2 separate regions of the Mus musculus genome follow, and region 1 is linked to region 2. A link is a contact called in public promoter capture Hi-C data. All regions are on one chromosome and are shown on one strand. Each heading gives the region's core, a stretch centred on a gene start, on an enhancer-like site or on the middle of the called end of the contact. The rest is flanking DNA. Distances are from core to core; before and after follow the strand shown. Region 1 overlaps Mbnl1 (muscleblind like splicing factor 1). Region 2 holds the start of Sucnr1 (succinate receptor 1).

Region 1 (7,146 bases), core at 667-3,166, 500 kb after region 2:
AGAATTTATCCCCATATCAGTTTTAAGGAATCAAAATGAAGAAGAGCGGTCCGTGTTTAAAAAATAATGTCTTCATGGAAGTGTGTGCTGGGTTACTGTTTCAGATTTGTTCAGTATTCAAAGCTACTGTTGAATTCCTGCCTTTCTCCTACATTTCCATTTCTTTTTTCCAACTTCTCATACCAATGAGCATTCCTCCCTTTGACCTTGTCATTTGCATTAGAACACTTGCTTCTTTGGACCTTAGACTATCATCAAGGGATCATAACTTTTCATCTAGCTCCAGAAGTCTAGGAGAGCTGACCACCTTGAAGGACTCACTTATTCGCTGCCTTTAGCTCTTGTCGATATTGTTTTGCTTTTATAGCATACTGTTAAGCATGGGCCAGGCATGAGCACCATGACAGTCTCCAAGAAAACACCCTTACACACTTCAGGGCGTTACAGAGTATATGTGAGAGCCAGAAAAGCAAATTGACCAATGAGGTGTTGGCATCGTAATTGGAAGCAATGAGAAATAGCACACAGTTGCACGAGGCGAGCTGAATGTCTGTCCCTTCCCACCCCCACCTCATAGGCTCATAGTAGAGCACATTTTGAAAATTCTGAGGAATTCATTCCAATTCTATTTTGGTAGGCAAGGAAAATTTAGAAAATTGGTAATAAAGTATTGCCAGTCTCTACTGTCATCTCAATGAATCACAAACTTTAGCTTCTTTTACTGAGCATGGATACAAACACAGAATCATTGAGTCCCATAATTTTGTTTTTTAAAAGTGTATCTGTTCGTAATGGAGAGAATTGAAATTTATACGTGGCAGGGGTAGCAAAGTCATTTCTCTTTATAGTATCAGGTTTTAGGAAGCTCCATTCTCCCAAAATATGGCGCTCATTCTCTCTACCAAAGGAGCCATTTCCTGTCAATGTCAAGGGACAAATGGCCAATGGGTGTTGACTGTTGACCAACCAAAACCAGTGCTGGCCTTTAGGCTCTTTCAGTATAGCAGCACAACTATTCATGGCTCTTTTCAGCGCTTCTGATCCTACCTCCTGCTTTAAACTCCAACTCCTGGGCTTCCCTCTTTCAGCTTCCCTCTCTCCCTCTCTGTTCCTCTTGTGGTCTGGACTCTTTCAGATGCCTTTGGCTGTGTCCTTCTTCGTATCTACAATTAAAGTCTTTCCATCAACAACACTTCGGAGTAGTCAAGTCTTTAGTTTATAAATCTAGTGCCTAAACCCTCAGTTTATACATCTGGTCCTGAAAGCTCTGGGTGGGAGCACAAATGGATCCCTCCCTTTCAAGGGGTCTTGCCTTTCCTAAGCAAACGAAGCTGCAGACTTGACTCTCCTAAGATACGCATGTATCTGTTTTGTTTTTATTTATTTAATTCTAGAGTCTTCCTCTTCCTTGCTTCTTCCTTTCACCTTCTGTACTTCTGCTGTGGTATTCGGGGCAGCTCTCTGGCTCCTGGAGCCTGCTTCCCCCTCCTGGGTGCCCTTCACAAATAAAGGCTCTCTCTCCCTCCACCTCCTCAGTCCTCTTCTATTGAGTAAATTTAACTGCAGCACTATCTGCTTTGTCTCTGTTGACTTGCTGGAGCTTACTATTACTATAAAACCATTCTTCTCAGCCTCCTGGGCCCCTGTCATATAGAAAATGGATGCCTCTCCTCTGTGACTGGAGATATCTCTCTCTCTGACAAATCTCTCAGTGCATTTGAGCATGCCCCAGATTGAAGCTCTTGTTGCACAGAACACTTATCCTCTCCCTCACGCCTTTCTCCTTCACTGCATGTTCTCGGCTCCCTCCGAGCTTCCTCCTCTCTGCTAGAAGCTGCCTGCGTGGTCTCTCTCCATAGCTTGCTAGAACCCGTTGTTTCTTCCTTTACCTTCCCTGACCTCTGTGATACAGACATCCTCTGGGGTGGAGTTCCTGTTTGCAGCCCTGTCCCTCCTGTCTGTCAGCTTCCTCCTAATTAGAACCCTCCCTCTGGTGGAGTTCCTGATTTTTCCTTTTTCTCTTTTCCTCTTTGGAGCCAGAGACTGTATGAAGCCATGATGTCTGGCTGAAAAAGGTGACCTTAGTTTAGTGCAGTAGCGCCAAATCAATTTGCAAATTCCCACATATTGTAAAACATTTGCCATCATACAAGCAAATATTCGACAAAAGTCTCTTATCTCTAAGCTTTTTCTACTTTCCACTCTAGAAAATCTTTTATCTCTATGCTTTTTGCTCTTTGCTCTCAAAAATTATTTTAAAACTATTATATAAACTCTGTAAAATTTGGAACAAAAGTTAGCTTAAAATTTGCAACCAAAAGCTAATACGTTAAAAAAAAAAACAAAAAACAAAAAACAAGACTATACCTAGGTAATCTTAATTTTCTCTGTGATACTATATGTGTAGCTCGGATTCAACATGTTTAGGGAAAACACACACACACATACATATGTATGTATATGTGTGTGTATATATATGTATGCATATTGAATATATGAATATGTATGTATATATATTCAACTCTTGTTAAGTAAAATAGATGTTTCTAAATAGTAGCCACCATGTGACTGCACCACCATCTTCTTTAAGATGACCACGTGCTATAAACCAGCTAAGGCAGCACCCATAAAACATTTTAGACCTCTTGAACCCCAAGATTGTCTTTGTGTCTCCTTTTCACACAAAGGAAACAGCTGCAGGTCTTAAAGACATTTTGGATTAGGATGACTCTTTATATGATAATGGAAAGAGTTAAAATTTATACATGGCAGTAATAGCAAAATGACTGTTCTTCACTTTACTCGAGACATTAGAAACAGTAACTCTAGGCTAAGGACCTTAAGGTGAGCCTTAAACAATGCTCTGCTTTAGGAGAGAAAGAGAGAAAAAGGGGGTCTGGAGAGAAAGAGTTGGGGGCTATGTGACTTATTTTATGAAATAAAATTTCACGCATCTTTCTAAGATAAAAAATTTAGAATGCAATTGAAAAATTAGAGTAATATTAAAGGGATAGAAAGTTTAACCATATGAGCCCTTGTACATATTTACACTTTATTTCAAGTGCTGTTTGAAAACTCTAAAGAGGGGTGGGGATGAATGGAAATCTTCTGAAATTCAGCATACTTCTCCTACCTCTGCCCATGAATAAACAACTGTCCTAGAATTTGTATCTTTGCAACCACAAAAGGGCAGAACACCTAATGTTAGTCATTAGTTTTTGAGTAATAAACGTCTGATTTAACTTTTCTTAACCACTTTCTATTTTAGTATGCCCTGGCAAATTACGTAAGAGCCATAATTGGGTGAGCTCTAATGTCTGGGCAAGGAACTCACTTGAGAAGAAGAGAGATCTGTTACAAAAGCAGCAGCTCGGGACATCTCAGTGTCCTGCCAGCACTATGGTATCCCTATGAAAAACAGCTGCTCCAGCTTGGTACAGTAATGTAAGAAAAGCTTCTAGAAGATGCAAACATATTCCTCAGGGTCCACACTTCTGTCAGGGACTTTTTTATGTCATATTTAAGAAGAGAGTGGCTACAGTTTTCTTTTTTAATAGGGTATTACAAATGATTTTGAAGTTTTGATTTGTGCAGGTGCAGGCCTGTCGGACTATTCACCAAAGAGTAGTCCTGGTAATTTCTTATATTAATAATTAGAGGGGGTTTTCCTGCTGTTTATTGTGTCAGGATGGCTTTGTGTGTTCCCTTGGCCTGCTTCACTTGATCAGTTTAAGCAGCTGTTTTGCCTTAGGTCATTAGGTAGTAAATAACCACACAAACTGCTATTAACTCTTGGATTTGTTTAATGAGTGCAGTCTTTTTATACCCTTAGGCCATCTTGCCTGGCCTAGGTTCCTGACATCTGAACAGGCAGCTACAAAGACACCAAGCACAGGAGTAATCTTTGCTTATATTCAGGTCCCTTCCTGACACTTTAGTTCAGCCTGCAATACTCCATCTTAACTCTCTGACCTGGCTACTCTGCACAAAGCCTTCTCCCTAGCCTGATTGTTTTATTCTTAAGTCAGCTGACTCCTCTGAAAGCTCTACACAGTGTTCTTAAGTCTATTTTACTGTGAAGGCCTCCTGGCTCTTTGGATTTTGGGAAAGTCAGTGTGTTAAAAGAAAATATAGTTGCAGAATGAGTACCAGACAGATTTGAAAACTAAATGTTTTCATTCTTTCTGATCTTGGGCAGGTTATTTACTGTCGGTTTGACTTTTTTGTTGCTGTGTGTTTTGTTTTTGTTTATGCAATCATGCATTTAATCCTGGGTGAGTTTTGGTTCTAATTTTCTATTTTATGAAATAATATTGGACTCCACCTGTGTCATCTTGACCCCATCCCTCTCTTGCCCTCTTCCTTTCTTCTTTCCACTTCCATTTTTCTTTCTTTCATTCCTCCATCCTTTTGTGTTCCATTCCCCCCACTGCCTACCTTTTGTGTATTAGATGTTCATTAGATATGAGAAAATAACAAATTTCTCAGAAAGTTTGAAAAATATATATTGTATTGATGCATGTGTTCATTTAAGTTTGCAAAGTAGCTCAAGAAAGCAGGGTAGGGGGAAATGGTCTTTATGCATCAAAAACGACTTTAGTTAAAGATCCCGTGGAAATATACATATATATGATTCACTTTTAGTTTATTTATTGAGTAATTTTCTTGCATAGACATGTGCATCACAGCCCTAGGGAGCAAGAGTCAGACAGCCTGTAGCTGCAGTTGTGGATGTGGGGAGCTGAACCCAGGTCTTCTACAAGAGGAAAAATTGCTCTTAATCCCTGAGCCATTCCACCCCTCCCCCAACCCTTCCAAAAGATCAGTTTTTTAAAAGGTCATGGAATGGAACATGTTTTAAGTGTAATATTGAAATCGTAACACTAGAAGTAGTATGGTGAGCTGTCAGGCTAATACAACAGTGATAATAGCTAGGTGTTCTTTTGAAACCCAAGATATGGCAGTATTATGTAAGTAAATACACGTCTAAATTGAACATTTCACTACAGTTTTTGTTTGTTTGTTTCATTTTCGAGACAGGGTTTCTTTGTGTAGCCTTGACTGTCCTGGAACTCTGTATATCAGGCTGGCCTCACTTACAGAAATTAGATTGCCTCTGCTTTTATAATATTGGGATTCAATGCATAAGAAACCATTGTCCAGCCCTTAAAAAAATCTTTAAGAAAAAGTGGGATAAGTAAATTGTATTTTGCCATTTTTTGATACCTCTTTCTTAATGATTGAGTAGAGTTGTTTTAAAGATGAATGTTAAAGCTATAATGATTTCTATACTTTTATTTAAAATTTAAGGCATAAATGTGTGAACATAAATAAACAGGTTCAATGGTGATATATAACCAGGCATCGGATATAGCTGGACGAACTCTTAACAAAGACTTAAAAACATCTTGGAGGAGATGATATTTAACCAAGTCTTTAACTTTACTGAAGATTTAGCCAAGGAGTGGCAGGGGGAATGGATGCAGAGCAGATTATGTCTGGGTATACATGTATGCAGAGATATCTTGTGCAAACATGGTTTAATGTGGCCTGTAGACAGTGTGTGTGTGTGCATGTGCTAGCCTTCCAATCAGATATGCATCCACTTTTCTAAATAATGTTATAGATTTAATGTATTCGTAATAATTTTAAGAGATACAAATATATAGTATAGAAATATATCTGTTCATTTTCTGTCTCCCAAATAGCAAAAGCAAGTTTTACCTGAAAAATAATCAGTAAACACAAACTAAAAATTCTTTTAATCCCTCAAATAGGCCACCTGAATCCATTGGTGGGATATATGATTAGAGGCAGCACCTCTAATGTTATAACGTACATTGTCATGGGCTTGTGGGACATTTAACGGTTGGAACCTCATTTCTTCAGTTGCAATATAAGATTAATCAGAAGTATCTCACAGAATTGTCATGAAGATAACAGTAGGTCTTATGAGAATAAGGAGACACCGTACTTTCAAATGGAATGTAGACACTGTACTTTCAGATGTACTTATTAAATGAAAGTTACAAGGGCATTTTATTCATTTGTTTTCCAAGGAATGTTGCATTGATCTTAAGACTTCATTTCTGTTTCCTTGAAAATTTATGTCAATGTACTTTTATGAACATTTATTGAAACTAAGAAAAATTTTAGCTAAACTTCCATAAGATGTAATTGAGCTGAAAAAAAAAATCAGTATTAGCTAGCAGTTAACATAAGAATTACCAGAGATGTGAATGACTACCTAAGTTGTGTAGGATTTATTATTAATATAATTTGTCATCTGTATCATGACTATGCCTTCTGAGGACATTTTGACCAACAGAATCCTTAAACTCAGGTGCATCCAGTGGTAACATAGCCACTTCCATAAATTTCTTTTAGATTTTTTTACTTCCTAAGAACAAAGTGTTCTGAAATAATTTCTCATCATATAGCTGTTCCTGATATTTGTATGGGATCTTATGTCTAAAGGAGATACAGGCAGCAGATCTGTCTTGAAACCCATTGTGAAAAACTCTCTTATTTCTCCCATTCAGAAAATCTAATAAACACCTTCAAAACAAAAAATGGCAGTTACTTGAAAGATTGTAATGATTCTTCAAGACCCTGGCAGAAGTTAGTCTTAAAAGAACTCTGCAGGATATATTCAGCGCAAGCCAATGACAGACTTCACAAGTATCTGAAACACAGTCAAGACTTGATAAATCAGAATTTCTGGGAGCAGAGGATAGGTGTTGCTGTAATTTTACAGTTTTTACTTAAAGGGCCATGAGAGGGAACCATTAGGTTGGATCTTGATTATATATTACCTAGAGTAGGCAAAATGTCTCTGAACTCATATTTGTTCTACAAACATTCGTGAAGATGTGCATGTCAATGAGACTGTTAATCCTATAGTCATTGAAAGGTTTATGCACATATTGGTGTGAATTACTTCTCATCTAAGTTAAAAGCTACTGAAGTTAATACTATCTGTTTATTCTACCTGACCAAAAACAAGAAATTGAAAAGAATCCACAAAAGAGGGCTATTGAAGATAACCACTTGTCATTAAATTTAAAAAAAAATGTGGAAACAATTTGTTTTGTTGTCAGCCCACTTTTCAAAACTTGTGCCCAGATTCTTAATATAAAAGAAGTA
Region 2 (7,174 bases), core at 1,653-4,152:
GGTGTCGGGAAACTGAAAGAGTATAGTCACAATCCACATGAACTTCTACTCTATTCCCTGTGTTGTGTGAGAGGAACTTCCTTGGAGTCCTTTGTGTCCTTAGCTTGATTCAACCCTTTTGTGTTTGCTGTGACTATTTCCCCTTAAGAATTTAAGATATTTCTTGGTATGAATGATTGTCCTCCCATTTCCTGGCTTGTGATTCAGTAAAAATTAGTGTGACCCTTAGGCCAGCTGCTTGTCCTCACAAACTGTTTTTGTAATAAAAGAATGCATCTTGTAAGCATGCCCAGAGGCCCTGCTAATAGGGCCTTCCCATAAACACTTCAGTGTTTTATCTTTGACTCTTGTTTATGTAAAGTGTTCTGTTTTGTAGAAACCTAATCATTAATTTTGATAAATAATAAATCTTGTAAACCATTGCTAACCTTAATATATTCTAAATTTTACTTGATTAGAGAAAAATTACATGAAATTGCTATATTCATGGTAAAAAGTATTCAGTGGTACCAATTTTACAATTTGCCCTAGCAGGTTCTTCTTTTCTATGAGAGGCAAATAAAGCCAAATCATGTTGAAGAGAAGAGGCCCAAAATTCTGGCACAGTCCTTAATCAGTTGTGCAATGTGTGCAATGTATGTAAGTTTTGTTGGGCCTCAGTTTCTTTAGCTGAAAATTAAGGTACTGACAGTTTGCTCTGAGCCACAATCATGTAACTCAACTAAGCTGATGTATGCCTGTACTTAGAGTGAAGTCCCTAAGGACCACAGTAGACACTGGGAAGCATTGCATTGCATTGAACTGCCATTTGTGCTCCCTCCTCTGTGTTTTTCTCTTGAGTTTCCTGCTGAGTGGATCTGATTTTACACAAACTTCTCTTGCACACCCTGCTCGCTGGACTTTCATATATTATTTTACATTGGACTGTGAATGTCAGGAACTTTGTGGAGTAGAGTCACTGGGCCCCTCTGAACAAGGAAATCGGCTTAGGCAAGTTTGTTTCACAGATCACACAGCTAGTAAAATGCAAATTCAGGACAAGGATTCAATGACCTTTTTTTTTTTTTACCGTGCTGCTTTTTGTAAGATTATTTTAATTTGTATTCCTGTGCCGAAACTAACAGCATTAAATTGAAGTACTCATATGGAAGGAAGTTTAATTTATTGAAAATGTCTGTAATAATTAATCTTTAGCAAGCAAGTATGACATATTATATTAGCCAACAGCTTGTTATGACTAATCCCCAGTGTATAGTATAATACACAGACTTCTATGTAGATATATGTATTTCCTGGGATTGTCACAAGTATCCCTACTTTACAGTTAAGAGAATTGAAAATTTGATGAGATCCAATGTGTTACATTGTTTCTATCAACAAAGAAAACAAAGTCAGAAGCTCTGCCCACTGAAATATTATAGGCTGAACAGAAATCACTTCCTGAGAGATGTGTGCTCTCTCTGGCAGAAGTGACAACATAATTTGCAAATCCAGCACAAGGGAAATGTTTGGTCCCTTGTTATAAAGTTAATACAAATTTAGAACAGGAATGTGACCATACAGTGTTCCATCAAGAATGCAGAGCTTATATTTGGGCCTGTGAGGGGGCCTGGAAGTGTGACAGTGACACTCGTCCTGCTGGACAGATTCTCCGTACCTCTGCTCTGTAACCCTGAATAAGGTGTCACGGTATGAAAGGAACAGCAGTCTATTTACTGTATCTGCCCTGGTACCAGTGGAGGGGTCCTGGGGAAGTGTGGCTCTTGGCAGGAAGCCCAAACTATCAGCTTGCAGTCCTGTGGGGGGGAAAAAGAGAAGTACCGACCACATTTTTGGCCATCAGGAAGTAGAGACAAGAAAGAGGAAACTCTGGGGAACTCCAGGTACCCACAAAGAGGGAATCACCATCTCCAGCCCCTCCTGCCATGGTGGTGGTCAGAACTTTCCTTTTTACATTGTAGAGGTCTATGAACTACAACTGGCCACTCTATACCTTGGAGAGGTCCATGAACCACAACTGGCTACTCTCCTCTCTTTCTGAAGACTGTACCCCAAAGTACTCTCTAGCCTCTTTTCCTCTACAAGTAGAAAATGCCTGTGATTGTATCTTAGTCGCTACCATGTACATACATCCTCAGTGTTATCCCCACCCTTCAGGTCAACCAATCCAGATTTTTGCTTGAATAAAAAACTGATGTAGCCTTGAGAAAAGGCCAGGTTTGTTTCTTATCTGGAATAATCAGTCTTCTGGATGCTGTTCAGAGCACTGACTGGGGAAAGTCTACTACTATCTCTTGAGCTTGTCATCTAAGATAATGCCTCTCTCCTTAATCCCTAGCCATCTGATGTACTTCTTTATGTTTCCTGAATTTAATCACAGAAAATAAAACGGATACTATCTAAAGTTCTAACAGCCTTTCAGCAGCACACTGACAAGGCTCAAATTCAGACTGCCGTCCAAGTACTCATGTCATAGTTCCCTCAGGATTTCTATGAAGCAGTTTAATTATTGTATGCTTAGTATAGAAGTCACCAAAGAAATGTGTAAAACAATGAAAAATGAGTTCAACTATATATATTAACCATAAAATGTTTGCTGTTCTCATTACCTAAATGTGCGTACACAGTTCCATGCACATACACATGGGAAGATAGAATGCTTCTATGTTGTTTTGGGAGTGTATCAACTAAATTTAAATTAGCTTGTCCTCAAATGTCTTTGTTAAAACTACTCTCTACAAAATGACTCATCTGTTGTGTGCCTTCGGCTTTTCAGGAGTTCCTCTGAATGACTTGGAGGTTTTTCTGAATAAATTATCCCTGCCTTTTGAATTATTAATCTTGGCTGCATAATATGCAAATCAGACTGCACTGGTCATGTCCAGCAACACAGCACTGGGTCAGAAGCTGTCTCCAGCTCCTGGCAGAGTTTTCTGTCGAGACAGAAGCCGACAGCAGAATGGTAAGGGACACTGCAGCTCATGTCTCTCGGTCACACCAAAGAAGACCAAGCTTTCTGCTTAGGGCTTCCTTTGGAAGGGTTCTGTGAGCTAAATGCTGCCTAGGGAACTGTTCTTCAGTAGATGTGAAGCAGCCAAAGGCAAACATATCTGACTTTCACATCTATTTCATGTGGCTCTAAATGCATTGATTTAATAGACAAAAATGTAGTGTGTTTTGCTTTAAAGGGCTCATTGTATTTGATAATGTCGCAACAAAGATAATTACAATTATTTGAAAAAGTGAAATTATTTAGAGAAAGGGAAAATAACTTGCGTCATGAAAAATTTAACCATGTAAATTAAAGAACTTATAGTAGAGTAAATTTTAAATCATTCCAAAATTTAAAATTTGCATCTATATTTGGCAAAATGTGATGATTTAAGAATAAGATTTACTAAAGGAACTGGTAAACTGCAGAGTGATTGTTATTCTACTCCCCAAACTATATAATCTATTCTCTAACTTATTAATGAAAAATGCAACTTGATACATACTGTAATGTTTGATGTTTGGGTGTAACTTGTGGAATACATAAAAGTGACGTAATTAACCAGAACCAAATACTTATATTTATATACACTCAAACACAGTTTATTTAAATTGTTTACTAATGAGAGAAACTTGTTGGAATATCTTCATACTTTACTTTCCAGTGACAGTTAAAATTTTTATTTTTTGTTAGGCTCTGTGCAATGGTCCAGGATATAGGAACAGAGTTTGTATTGGATTACCAGGTTTTTCATTAATGTATTTTTTCTTAATTTCTGGTAAAAACATGCATTATTTTTATGTTTAGAGAACTAATTTTATAAGGAATTTTCATCATTCCAAATTAAGAATGAGTAGTAGCAATTTTCTCATGTGGGTGTATTCAGTTTATATGTAGCTTATTAATTCTAACAGACTCTGTGACTGTGGGCTAGAAGCTAATAATGATTTCCTTTTAGTTACTAATGTGTTTTTTAAAGAAAGTTCTCGGTTAATGGTTCACCTCAGTAAGCCACTACATGTTGTCGCCATGTCTGTTGCCTATGAAGAGGACAGCTCCTGAAAAGTATAGGCTAGTGATGGTTCAGAGGACATGCCCCCCTTGAATTCAGAGTTTTGCCTAAAGGAGCACACCTTACTTCCCTAATTTGCATAATTATACCATAACAAAAGACACCCGGAGGTATGTATGTATGTGTGTATATATATATATATATATATATATATATATATATATATATATGTATATATACCTGAATATATATATATATGTATATATATACCTGAATTTGGAATACAATATTCTCAAAGTGTGTCCTTATGAAGTTGAATCAGCCTATAAGCCTATAAGTATTGGAGAGCCTAACACTATAAAACCATAATCTGATAATGTTTGGATATGAAAAGGGATTTAAAAATAAACCAAGTTGAAAACATATTAAATGAATAGATTATAAGACGTCATGAAAAGCAAAATCTCATTTTAACAAACAAATTTCAGCAATATTAAAGCATAAAAATAATAGGATTAATTGATTTAAACATTTTTCCCTGATTTTTTGTTATTTGTACCCACACTGTACTTTATAATTAATATGTATTTCATCCACACACCTTTTGTTTTTGTTTGTTTAATTACTTCTTGTACTTTTACGATTATATTATAATTACATTATTTTCCCCTTCTTTTTTTTCCCTCTCTCTCGATTCTCCTATATACCCTTCCTTGGTCACTTTTTAATGTATGGCCTCTTTTTGCATTACTTGTTCTTACAGGCATATATGAACACATATATTTATAAACACAACCTCCTAATTTGGTGTAATATTATTTACAAAACAACTTCCACACCTAAGGCTCAGGGAACACTGTGTAGAAGAGGGCAGAAAGCTTGTAAGAGCTGGGTGTCTCCTGAGAAACTGTGTCTCCTCGTCATGTCAGAAGCTACATCCATAAAATTTCACCAACATGACTTCCTAAACTGGTCTGAACAAGGGCAGTAACAATAGCCATGCTAGAGAAGACAGGGAATGGACCACGAGGTCTCAACCCTAAACAAAGAATCACAGTCAACTATGGAATGCTGAGAGTGGGAGAAATAGTCTCTCCCAGAGAAGCACACAATAACTATTTACCCAGTACCACATAGTCAACCTAAAAAGGACATGTTTAAAGTGTTTTGTCCTGGTGGTGTTTGTGTGTTTGTTTGTTTTTAAAGCAAGAGTCACTGTAGGACAAGCAAGGCAAAGGTACAGGTCTTAATTCAGTGATGTTGGAAGTCCATCCCATGGTGGTCAATTTCACTTCCTAGGTAAATTCCTGTGTTGTAGGAATCCAGCTGAGCACAAGCAAATGAGCACCCACACATTTATTTCACTCTGCTCTTGACTGTGGATGTGATGTGGATAGCTTTCTCAAGCTCCCACCATCATGACTTCCATGCTATGATAGACTGTAACCTGGAACAGTGAACTACACTAAACTCTCCCTAACATACTTTTGTCAGGCGTTTTACTCCAGTAGAAACAGACCCAGAGCAGTTGGGTGTATGACCTCAGCAAGGGCTAAGTGTGGATATTATGCTCTCAAAACTCATATGCTGAGACTTAATTCATCATATGGAATGTCAGAACCTGAATGAAAGTTGTGTCACAGCTTTGCCCTCATGAATCGAATCCTACTCTGGTAAAGGGGGATGAAGAGCGTGACTCCTCAACACTAAATCTGGAGTACTTTCCTGTGTAACAAAGAAAAATAGTTTTATCGTTTCTAGATAAACCACTGTAGGATATATTGCTAAAACTAAGATATTGAAGCTTGAAAACTTCAGAGAAATCGTTTCTCATAGTGATTCTACTAGTCCCTAATTTTCATTAGTATTCGAATGAATCAACTCCTAGACACCGGTGAGCACAAGATTTGGTTACACCCTTAGCTTTAAAACATGGTGTTCATCATTATTATTCCTAAGGTTTTCAGTCCTGTTTTAAAGTTTAAGACATTATATTTTAAAGTGGTGTGATATGTTCTATGTTTAATAAAATAAAAAAATCTTTAGCCATACACCACAAAATAAAAGTTATTCAAAACAACAATTGTATTCAACAACCTTACTTCCTTTCCTAGGTTAGAGTTCAAGACAGTTTAACTCATCAGAATTTGTAGGGATCTGTGGCTGGCCATGAAGATACAAAGGTGAATTAGCATCTTCTCCTGACTTTACTACTTTCTCTCACATATTTGCTGATTATTAAGCCTTCTTCTTCCTTCTACAATGAGTTTTGGGCCATGGTTTTCCTGTATTTGGACACAAATTTTCTTCAGGCAGAGATGCATGGCTTTCCTTAATTTCCTAGACAGGTAGCCACACATCCTCCATCCCAAAACTCTCTCACGGTTGTATTACATTTATTTAGTTAGTTAGTAATCTAGGTAGGTAGCTATTTATTTATTTATTTATTTATTTATTTATTTATTTATTTTAGTGTGTGTGAGAGTGCAAGTGTGTCCAAGCATGTGTGTTGTACATATGAGGAGGTGCAAGTGTGCAGTTCAGAGAACAAACTATAAGCATCACTTCACCACTTCCAATGTTTTAATTATTACTTGCTTTTATTCACATCTATAATATAGCACCCTGTATATTTTTTCTTGATTCTTCTTAGAGATAGTTCATGGCCTCACATAAGTCACTTGCTTTATTCTATGCTGTCTGTCACAACCAGCTACAAGACTACAACGTGAAGTTATCAATGAAGCCTTGTTGAAATAATGTATTCACACACACACATATATAATGTGGGTACATGCATTCAATGTATTAATGTGTATAAAATAGGCATTTTTTGAGAGAGGGTCTCAGCATATAGTCATAACTTGTCTGAAATTGTCTCTGTAGATAGGTTGTCCTGGAACTCATAGAGATCTGCTTGTCTCTGGTTCTCCAGCCCTCGTATTGAAGGTCCATGCCATCAAGTATGACAAGCACATTCTTTATCAACCCTCCCCAGTTAAGTTTTAGGTTTTCCGTGACTGTTCTACCATTTGTTCTTGCTCACAATCTAATGTTTGATCTTATATTTTCCCCTTTGCCTTAGGCACAGAATTTATCTTGTGAGAATTGGTTGGCAACAGAGGCTATCTTGAATAAGTACTACCTCTCTGCATTTTATGCAATCGAGT

What was found. Promoter capture Hi-C pulls out the DNA fragments that hold promoters and counts their contacts.
Region 1: a promoter capture Hi-C map of neutrophils shows a contact between it and region 2, with 3 times the contacts expected there. The contact joins the enhancer-like site here to the promoter of Sucnr1 in region 2. A contact is called at or near these places in 3 of 39 promoter capture datasets (the 3T3-L1 cell line, hematopoietic stem and progenitor cells and neutrophils).

The regions. Positions count from the first base shown.
Region 1 is chr3:60,579,030-60,586,175 of GRCm38.p6, forward strand. All of the region lies in intron 2 of Mbnl1 (muscleblind like splicing factor 1), which reads left to right. Among named protein-coding and RNA genes, the nearest start is that of Mbnl1, 81 kb to the left of the region's middle. Within about 2 kb of position 1,917, at least 52 of the 459 cell types and tissues checked have an H3K27ac peak or open chromatin away from gene starts, as enhancers often do. A contact at or near this core is called in hematopoietic stem and progenitor cells and neutrophils, where this site is marked.
Region 2 is chr3:60,078,967-60,086,140 of GRCm38.p6, forward strand. It overlaps Sucnr1 (succinate receptor 1), which reads left to right and starts at 2,903. Exons shown (of 2, transcript NM_032400.2): 1 at 2,903-2,962; 2 at 7,090-7,174. The coding sequence starts at 2,960.